Linked DNA regions of Mus musculus: region 1 is linked to region 2. Evidence: chromatin contacts called from public HiChIP or PLAC-seq data. All regions are on one chromosome and are shown on one strand. The core of a region is the stretch at or near the end of the contact, and the rest is flanking DNA. Distances in the headings are between cores, read along the strand shown.

What was found. HiChIP or PLAC-seq counts read pairs in DNA pulled down with a chosen protein or histone mark.
Region 1: a contact with region 2 is called in an H3K27ac HiChIP or PLAC-seq map of VIP interneurons, with 12 times the contacts expected there. The contact joins the promoter of 9430021M05Rik here to the enhancer-like site in region 2. A contact is called at or near these places in 9 of 39 promoter capture datasets (the 3T3-L1 cell line, the C10 cell line, embryonic stem cells and 4 more), 4 of 115 datasets of contacts at active chromatin or transcription factors (VIP interneurons, embryonic forebrain, forebrain and 1 more) and 1 of 9 other capture datasets (adipose tissue).

The regions. Positions count from the first base shown.
Region 1 is chr2:162,658,818-162,662,998 of GRCm38.p6, reverse strand. 9430021M05Rik (RIKEN cDNA 9430021M05 gene) reads right to left here and starts at 1,836. Exons shown (of 4, transcript NR_033569.1): 1 at 1,573-1,836; 2 at 1,203-1,278. It overlaps Ptprt (protein tyrosine phosphatase, receptor type, T), which reads left to right and starts at 1,852. Exons shown (of 31, transcript NM_001291150.1): 1 at 1,852-2,199. The coding sequence starts at 2,100.
Region 2 is chr2:161,831,376-161,836,280 of GRCm38.p6, reverse strand. The region is part of intron 9 of Ptprt (protein tyrosine phosphatase, receptor type, T); the gene reads left to right. Among named protein-coding and RNA genes, the nearest start is that of Gm35374, 440 kb to the right of the region's middle. Within about 2 kb of position 2,215, at least 5 of the 459 cell types and tissues checked have an H3K27ac peak or open chromatin away from gene starts, as enhancers often do. A contact at or near this core is called in VIP interneurons, where this site is marked.

The DNA of each region.
Region 1 (4,181 bases), core at 587-3,086, 830 kb before region 2:
TGCCTGAGAGAGGGGACGGATTGGCAGGCACTCAGGGGAACCCTGACAAGTTACACCAAACTACTTAGTGGCTTAGAGACCTCCTATTCCTCTCCTGGGTCAGAGCCCCCCCCCCCCCCCCCCCCAGTCTCCCATCAGCCAGGACAATCACAGCTGTGGGCTGGAGTCATGTTTCTTCTTAGAGGCTGCACTCTAACTCATTAACTTAAGGCTAGGCCTGGATAGACATGGGCTGGATCAAACAGTTGGGCAGTTTAGCTCTGAGCTGAAGGGATCTTCTATTCCTATTGTTCCCAGGGGGGCAATCATCCTGTGTCACCAGAGAACAGCCAAGGCTATGACTGCCCAGTCAAGTGCACTGTCAATATTAGTAAAAAATTTAAGGACCTGCAAGGTAGCTTGCAAGAGGTCTAACTCCCAGGCTCCCGCCACTCCCCCCCCCCCCAAAACCCCCCAGAGCACAAACCCTATTCCCTGGAGTGAGGGCTAAGCAGCAGGGTTTTCTTTTTTTTGGGGGGGGGAGGGGTCCTCTCCCCTGGGAGAGTGCTTTGACCAGGGAAGTGTGGGAGGTGCTTGGCCATGCAATGGGCTGGCCCCTGTGTTTATCTTGAGAAAAGTGGAGGCTGTGGAGGTGGAGGGAGGTCGTTCAGAGCCAGGTGGAAGCATTTGCCTGGAATTACAAGTGTGGGCTGAGAGAAATAAATGGGCTGGTGTTCAATAAAAAACGTCCACCTCGGCAGAGCTGGGGTACCAGTGAGGCTCTGCCAAAGCAACTCCAACCCAGAGCCCCTGGTGCCCCACTTTTGGAGATGCTGGCTGTGTTTGACTTCCATATGACTCCTAATGGTCTGTCTGTCCGGTTCAGTCCTTTGGGACTCCAACAAGGGAGTGGAATGGGGAGGGGGAAACACTTTGTTAAACCGAAGGAGGGCTTTGGGCAGGCAGTAAAGTGTTTACAAAGTAGGAATCCCTTCAGCATCTTTGGGTGTCCTTATCGAAGGCCTTTATATACAAGGCTCACATCCCTCCCCTGGTGGCAGGCCTGTGGGCTGTGGCAGGCACTGCCCAGTGATCTATGTCTTTAGGCCTTCAGCCCCAGCCAGGTCTTTGTTCAGACCAGGAAGCAAAAGGGGGAAAGCTCCATTTCTCTCTGAAAGGGAGAACAGGGGAGGCAGCTAGAGAAGGGGGAGAGATTCCCACACCTGTGTGTGTAGGGCGGGGTTAGGGACAAGAGAAAGAGATGTGTTGTGATTAAGGTCGGCTGTGCTGGACTGCTGACTAGATGATAGGGGATGAGGAAAGAGGGAGGGAAAGGGAGAGAGAAAGAAAGAGAAAGGGAGAATATGAATATACGAGAGAATTTTAGGGTGTGCAGGAGACCCTTCAACAGCTGTCCCCAGCTTTGCGAAGCATCCCCCTCCCGCAATTCACAGCCCTGTAGCGTCCGGAGTTGATCGGGCCTCTCCCTCCCCCTGCCTGCTCGCACTGCCCCCCCCCCCCCCAGTCACCTGTTCTCCCACCCTTACTTCAAAGGCTGTTCCAGGTTTCTCTCCTCCCCCCATCGCCTCGTACCTGCGCCCCCGCAGGGTAGCCTGAAAGCGATGCTCAGCTGGGTGGTGTGGCGCGGGGCGAAGAGGCGAATACCCCGCAGATCCTGTGTGTGCAAGAGCGATGTGTGTACGCGCTTGAGTGCGCGAGCGGCCCCGAGCCGGCCAGCCCGGGAGAGGGTGCGTGGGGGAGCCCGCGAGTGGCAGCCGCGGGCGTGTGCCAGGCGCGGGCGGGCGTGCGCGCGAGGGTGTGTGTGCGTGGCCGAGGCGGAGCGCCCGGGCGGGCGGCGGCGACGGCGGCGGCGTTAGGACTCTGGGGACACCGCCCCCCGGCCCCCGCGTCCCGCCCCCGCCCAGCCTCGCGCCTCAGTTCGCGCCGCGCCTGGGCTCGGAGCGCAGCGGCGCCGGCTCCCGCAGCCGGAGAGGAGCCAGCCCCGGGAGCCCAGCGGCGCGCACTGCCTGCAGCCGCGCTGGCGATGCGGGGCCGCCCCGCGCCCGCCCGAGTCCCGGCCCCGGCGCCCTCGGGAAGGGGCTGAGCCGCTTGCCGCCCGGATGGGGAGCCTTGGCGGGCTCGCCCTCTGCCTGCTCCGGCTCCTGCTCCTGGGGCTGCAGCGGCCGCCGTTGCCCGGCGCCGGAGCGCAGAGCGCCGCAGGTGAGTGCGCCCGCCGGGCTCCCCGGGCCCCTTCGCTCTCCCCAGCCCTGGGAGGAGAAAGTTGGGTCCCGTGGCCAGGGGATGCCGGGGCCCGGTGGGAGTCCCGTCCCAACCTCCGGACGCAGCTGCTGTGTCCAGGCGTGCCCAGTCCCGCTCCAGGTCCCCCCCTGGCCCCTCGTCGCCTTACTTTCCTGCCGCTTCCCCCCCACCCCCGGGCGGGAGTAACTTTGCGCGGCTGTTGCGAATATTTCCACTTGCTGCCTCCCACTTGTCGGAACCTGTCACTCGAGTGTTTCGGGGTGGAGGGAGGAGGCGCCGCTTCTCGCCCGGCGCGGAGCACTGTCACCCGGGCAGCTTCCTGGGCTGCGCGCTCTTGGAGTGGGGAGCACAGGTCCCTAGCAGGCCCAGGCTGCCAGGGCGGTGGCTTTTCCTTTCTCCTGGGAGACACTGAAGATCATCCAGTGTTGTTCTAAACACGCCGCTCCCCTTAGCGAGCCCTTAGCAGCTGGGACTTCCCATGGGAGTGTTCTTGTGAATGACCCACTCGGCTAAACCCTCACCTCACCTCGTGGCTCTGTCCAGAGTAATGGGTACCCTGCTAAGGCCCTTTAAGTGCAGTGGCTTTGATCAGTGAGCTAGTGGGCTTCTGAAAACTTCGGGACACTCGTCTTTCGGCTTGCCCATGGGCAGGTAGCTAGTTCCCCAGAGTGTGTCTAGTGTCTTCTTAGTGGCGACTGAGCTGAAGAGACCACTACCGAGGGTCTCTCTCATCACTAAAACCCCACTGGTAGGGCTTCCTTCCGTGAGTCCCTTAAAGAGGGAAGGAGAGGTGGGGAGGGATACCTCCAAGTTCAAAATCACCTCGAAGTTTCTTAGCACCTTTGGTTTAGGAGTGACCACACTGAGCTGCTGTCGCTGGTCGGGGTCGGGGGCGGGGGGCACGTTGAGGCATGTCAGCGGAACTTAGGAAAGGGTTCTTTTTGGATTGCTAAGCAACAGCTGTGCTCACATAAGAAATCAGGGGAGGAAGAAAGGGAAAGAAAGGCAGTGAGCCTGATGGAAGTCTCTAAACAGGCTGCTTTTGAGAGGAAGAACCGCCGGAGTGACATTCCGTTAGAAATGTCTTAGGTTTTCTTCCCTGACTTGATGTTAAAATGGAAACTGGACACAGGATGTATGGGAAGGAACAGCTTGTTTTCGTGCCAGCGAAGTTGAGCAAGGAGGCCACTCTTTTTGAGGTGTCTGAAGCTGAAAGGCTGGGACAAGAGGGGGAGAAAAGAGACGGCCGCAACATCATTCTGAAGATGCTTCAAGGCTCTTGTTTCCCTCGCTTTGGGGTCTGCGTTAGGTGTGCTGTGTCAGGAAGCTGGCAGGAGGGTGCTTGAGGCAGTCCTGGGGACCCGGGTATGACTTATGATTCTAATCTTTACTGTCTTCTAAGGCTTGGCGGGACATTCATACGTTAATAGTACTCACGTTCCCGCAGCAGAAACCGGATCAAACACGTCCCACAGACCTTTTTTGGGTAGCAGCTGTAAACCCAGAACCTGCTCCAGAAAGCTGTCCAGGGCTGAAACGCACGCCGGTTCCGCATGTTACCGCAAGGTGGCGCTCGCTCACAGCTGTTAAATGCAAATCGAGCCGCTTTCATCTCAGGGATAGAACTTCGGTTCAATTTTTAAATGAGTAATGTGTTTATTCAGCAGCCTTTTGTTAAAACATTTAGAGAAGTGTGAGGAGGAAGCACCTTTTCTTTGTTTGCTGCTCGGAACACACCGGGAAGAAAAGCAATCCTGGAGTACAGTTTGGGAAGAAATCGACTGCGAAGGCGCCATATGTTTCCTTTGGTTCTACCTGGGCCCATAGCTTTTGCAAAGCTACAATAGCATATATTTAGCAAGCGGCTGCGTTGTTCCCGGCTCCTTAAAGGAGTAGGATTAGCTTGTCTTGGTGACTTGGTGCGTTCTAAGCTCCGCTCATTT
Region 2 (4,905 bases), core at 966-3,465:
GTCAGTTAAAGAGTAATGCATAGGGGTCTCCAACAGCTTTGCCCTTTCTCTTCCCTGATGACCTCCCCTTACTATGTACTACCTACAGGATTTATGATCTCCATACTACTCGCTATGCCTATGCTACAATGGAGCCCATAGTGCTATAACTGTGACCAATAAACATTACTGTAACCTCTACTTCATGATGGCATCCTCCTCCTCTGCATGCACTCCTCCAAAGCCCTCAAGTTTTCGTGTCTTAGCTATGTCCACTTATAGATGACAGACTAAGGCATGTCTCCTTATCAGGCTGACGAATGGCATAGATCCAGGTCACTCACTCTAACCCCAGTGCTACTTGCAAATTGATACAAAGAGCTCAGAGTCTACAGCAGTCACATCTGGCTATTTCAGGATTGAGCCACTAAGGAGTAGTAGCAGAATCACCTGGGGATGAGTGAGAATTTCACGATGCCAGTCCCAGCCCCTAGACCTACTCAGAGTCTGATTCAGTTGCACATGAGAGCTTACAGATGGTTTTAGAATATGCTCTTGAACCTACCTTAACACACAATCCTTGGATCCCTGAATGAAGAGGACACAGGTGATCATGTTCCCAATTAGGTCAAGGCAAGTAGCTCTAAACCCCGAATAAGAACAACATGCTCACTACCCTTTAAGAGCAAGAGATAAAGAAGGGTATTGTAGAGCCAAGCAAAGGGTATTAGATGAACCAGGCTGTGTAGCTTTCATTCATATAAAAGAGCAGTGTCTGCTAGTATTCTAACAAATATGGTTGGAGAAGCACATACATGTATGCATGCATATATACATGTATGTGTTGGAGTATAAAGAGGGACAGTATAGGGGAGAAGTCACTGCTTGAGCTTCTCTGTTCTTAGGCATGAATAGGTTTATTGTAGCAACATTAAACTTCAGCATTGGTAGAGCTAGGGTGCGGCTGAGCTCAGGGACTGGCTGAATAACACTCCTTGGATTTGCACTCTACTCCATCAGCTCCATACAGGGCACCACCCCTTTATCCCTGAGAGCTTCCAGCTCAGGCTGCTTCAGTACGGGGACATGCTGGGTTTTTCTGAGCATGAGCTGTGGTGCGGATGGCATTTATCCCAGTTATCAGAGAAAGGCAGTAATTGCAAAGTGAACTTGAAGACAGGCAGCCGACAGCTTCACTCTCTCTCTCCTGCTATGTATCTTCTCTTACATGGATCCAGACCATCACCAGCTTGTTCTCCCTTTAAAATGGGAAATGTGATAATGTCAGTCTCTGGTTTAATTCCAGGGTTGCATTCCTGCAGCCTCTGTCACAAAGCTTGAACCTCTTATCAGAGCTTCTCAAGGTGTGGTTATCTGACCCCAGCTCACCACTCTCTCTCTTACCCCACCAGACTCCACAGTCCAGAAGTTCATTTGTGATTTGCATTCCCAGGTTGTTTGTCAAGGAACATTGTCTTAGTGTGTTCGTCCAACCCAGTGAAGAGACTCCTAACTCCTATCTCATGCCAGGAGTAATGTTAATGTCTACCTCACACCGACAACTGGGGCTCTTACATTTGATCAGACATCTCTTCAGGAGGAGCTACCAAAAGGATGATGAATCTTCAGGGAGGGGGCAACAAGCCAAGTTAAGGGGAAAACTTCTCCAGAGAGTTTACTGTGTTTGTGGCCAGAGCATCCTAGCATATCCGTTTCAGACAGTCAACTGGGCTATCTGGTGGTCAGGACCAGAGCCAGAGACAAATCTACATAATAGAGCCATTGATCACTGTCATCAGGTGCAGCCAGCTGTGGCCTGGGGGAGAATGTTTTATTTATTTTTTTTTCAGAGATGTTCTCACAAGGAGATGAGTCCTTCATAGGAGGCTTTTAAGAATGTAGCACAGGTCGGTCAGTGTGAGAAGGTTCTTTACTGCTCAAGTTTTGTTTTTGCAATGAATGAACTTTAAAATCGTTCTTCTTGGGTTCTTGGAACTTGGGGTTGATGCTTGCTCCTGCATGATGGTTGCCCATGCTGAAACTGGAAAGCTTTGTTTCCTTTCAATCCTCTGAATCATAGTTTTCTACTGTGATTAGGATGCAATTTTCCCTGTATATTGCAATAGCCCGATGTTGGCAAAATTCAGCCTTTGCATGCTGCAACTATTGTAATGGTGTGCCTTTCATATTTTGTCCCTAAAGAGTTCTGCTACAGGGGCTGAGGGGATGGCTTGGCTAGGAAAGTGCCTGCTGTGCGTGAGGCTAGCAAGATGACTCAGCTACAGAGAGGGTGTGCTGCCAAGTCTGATGACCCAGTGTCAATCCCCAGAATCCATATGGCTAAAGGAGAGAACCAACTCCTAAAAAATGTGTTCTGACTACACATGTGCTGTATAACATATGTGTATGCACATATACAACCATTGCTACCTCAACAATAAATATGAATGTTTAAAAAATAAAGATAAAGTTAGGCACAAGAGTGTGGTCTGTTATCTAGCCCTGGGGAGGACAGGCAGAAACAGGCAGATACCTGAAGCTCATTGGCTATTCGTCCTAGCTAGCCCACATGTTCCAGTTTCAGTGAGATACCTTGTTTCAAACAGTAAAGGAGAGAGTTACTGAAGAAGGTAGCCAGCTTCAACATCTGTCCTCTGAGACAGGCTGACTCCATGATAGGCTACAAGTTAGCAGTTCAGGAAACTAGGCCTAAGTTTCTGTTTCTAAGAACTGGGCAAGTCCAGGCAAGTCAGTTACTGAAAAAAAAAACTCAGGCCTCAGGCTGCCAGTCAGAAATTGCCCTGTCATCAGAAGCTGCCCTGCCACCTGGCTTGAGGCAAGGGCAATGGGTCAGCAACAGTTTCCAGACCCCAGCAATGGTTCTAGAATGTTCCTAGAGACAGAGCCAACAGATTAAGATAAATTCATCTACCCCTCAAGGGAATTCTCCTAATGTGCTTTAAATTGGGCCTTTGAGCTCACTTGGGGGTCTCCATCTTTGTAATGGGATACCCCAAATTTTGGGCTTCTGCAGAATAAAGCACTCTTTGCTTTTTCATACTATTTGAGTTGTGGAGTTAACCACAGATCCTTACACCTCTATACACATGCACTTGTGTATATGTACACACACACACACACACAGAGAGAGAGAGAGAGAGAGAGAGAGAGAGAGAGAGAGAGAGAGAGAGAGAGAGAGAGAGAGAGAGAGAGAAGTTTGTGATCTTTGTATCCCCGCAAGATTCTTTATTTATTGCTGTTTCCTGTCTCATTCTGGATCCTTATATGTTGAAAGCAATTTTATTAATAATGGTCTTGGCAGCTATGTTTTTTGTTTCTGACTCTAAAGGACATTCCTTGTTTATTCACCACAAAAGAGAAATAGCTTATTACCTGAATTTTCAGCATAGCATATACCATTCACATCCTTTTGGTTTAAGCAACTGTTAACTCATGACTATCTAAATACTTAGTTACCACATGTCTTAGTTCATTTATGTTACCGTAACATCAAAAATAAAATCTCCATAGGCTAAGTAATTATAGAGAACAGATTTCATTTCTAATGTTCTAAGAAGGTAGGAAGTCCACAGTGATAGCAGCAACCTGGTAAGTGTAGGCTGGAGGTCAAGTTCTTTCTTCCAAGGAGGAGCCTGGAACATTGTGACTTCAAATGGCAGACATCAAAAGGCTGGTAGATCTGAACTAGTTTCCTCCATCCATTTTCTAAGGCACCAATCCACCTATGTGGGTGAAGCACTTAGGACATAATCACTTCCTCCAAAGATGCCACCATTTACTACCCAACAGAGTTAGGCTTCAGTGTGAGCCTTGAAAGGACTTCAGACTAAAGCATAATCTGCCTCCCCAAGAGACTGGAGCCTCCGTGTGGGTTCTTCATTTCATCACCCAGCACACAGCAAGTACTCAGTAAAAGACTGTTCAAATAATACATGGTTTCCCCCCTCCAAGTGTGAAAGCCTTAGTTTTCATTCTTAGGTCCTAGAGATACTGCTTTTCTTAAGAAATTTATATTTGACATTGCCAAATATGGATATATTTGTCCTCTGAGATGACACTTGAGCTGCAGATAATAGGAATTCTGGGCTAGAGAGATGGCTTCATAAATAGGAGTACTGGTTGCTCTCCCAGAAGATCCCAGTTCAATTCCCAGCACCCACAGGGTAGCTCACAACTCAAGTCCCAGGGAATTTAATGTTCCCTTTTGGCCCCCAGTGGTACTGGACAGACTCGGTACACAGATACACAGGCAAAATTCTCACACATGTAACATTAAGATATAAGATGAATTCTGTGGTGGAATCTTAATTGTAAGGATGTTCAACTTCTTGAGATAGATTCTCCTTTGTAGTAGATATACATGATCTTATTCCTTTAGGATTACTATGCTTGTCTGTACTTAAGTTTGGACATAACTGCTTTTGTTTTTCTTTTTGTGAATCTGCTTCAGCCTCTCCTGTTACTGAGTTCATGTGGGAGACCTCCAGCTATGAGGTCAATTCTTTCCACCCAGAAAAGAGACTTACAGTCATATCAGCAATGTACAAAATTGTCCATCTAGCAAAACTCTGTTATCATTTTAATTTTTGAGATTTATTTTTATTCTATGTGTATATTTTACCTGCATATATGCCAGTAAACATGAAGTGCTGGCAGAAGCCAGAAGAGGGTGCCAGGTCCTCTGAAACTGGAGTTACAGATGGTTATGAATTTATACGTAGGCACTAAGAATGAACTTGGGTCCCTGGGAGAAAAGCCAATGATCTTAACCACTAAGCCATCTCTTCAAACCCCTCTATTACCATGTTAATTTCCTCTCACTAGTAGAAAAGCATACCAGGATATTTAACTGAAACTTGCTCTTATTTGATTTCTAGTGAGGTTGACCCTCACTTCACCCATTGG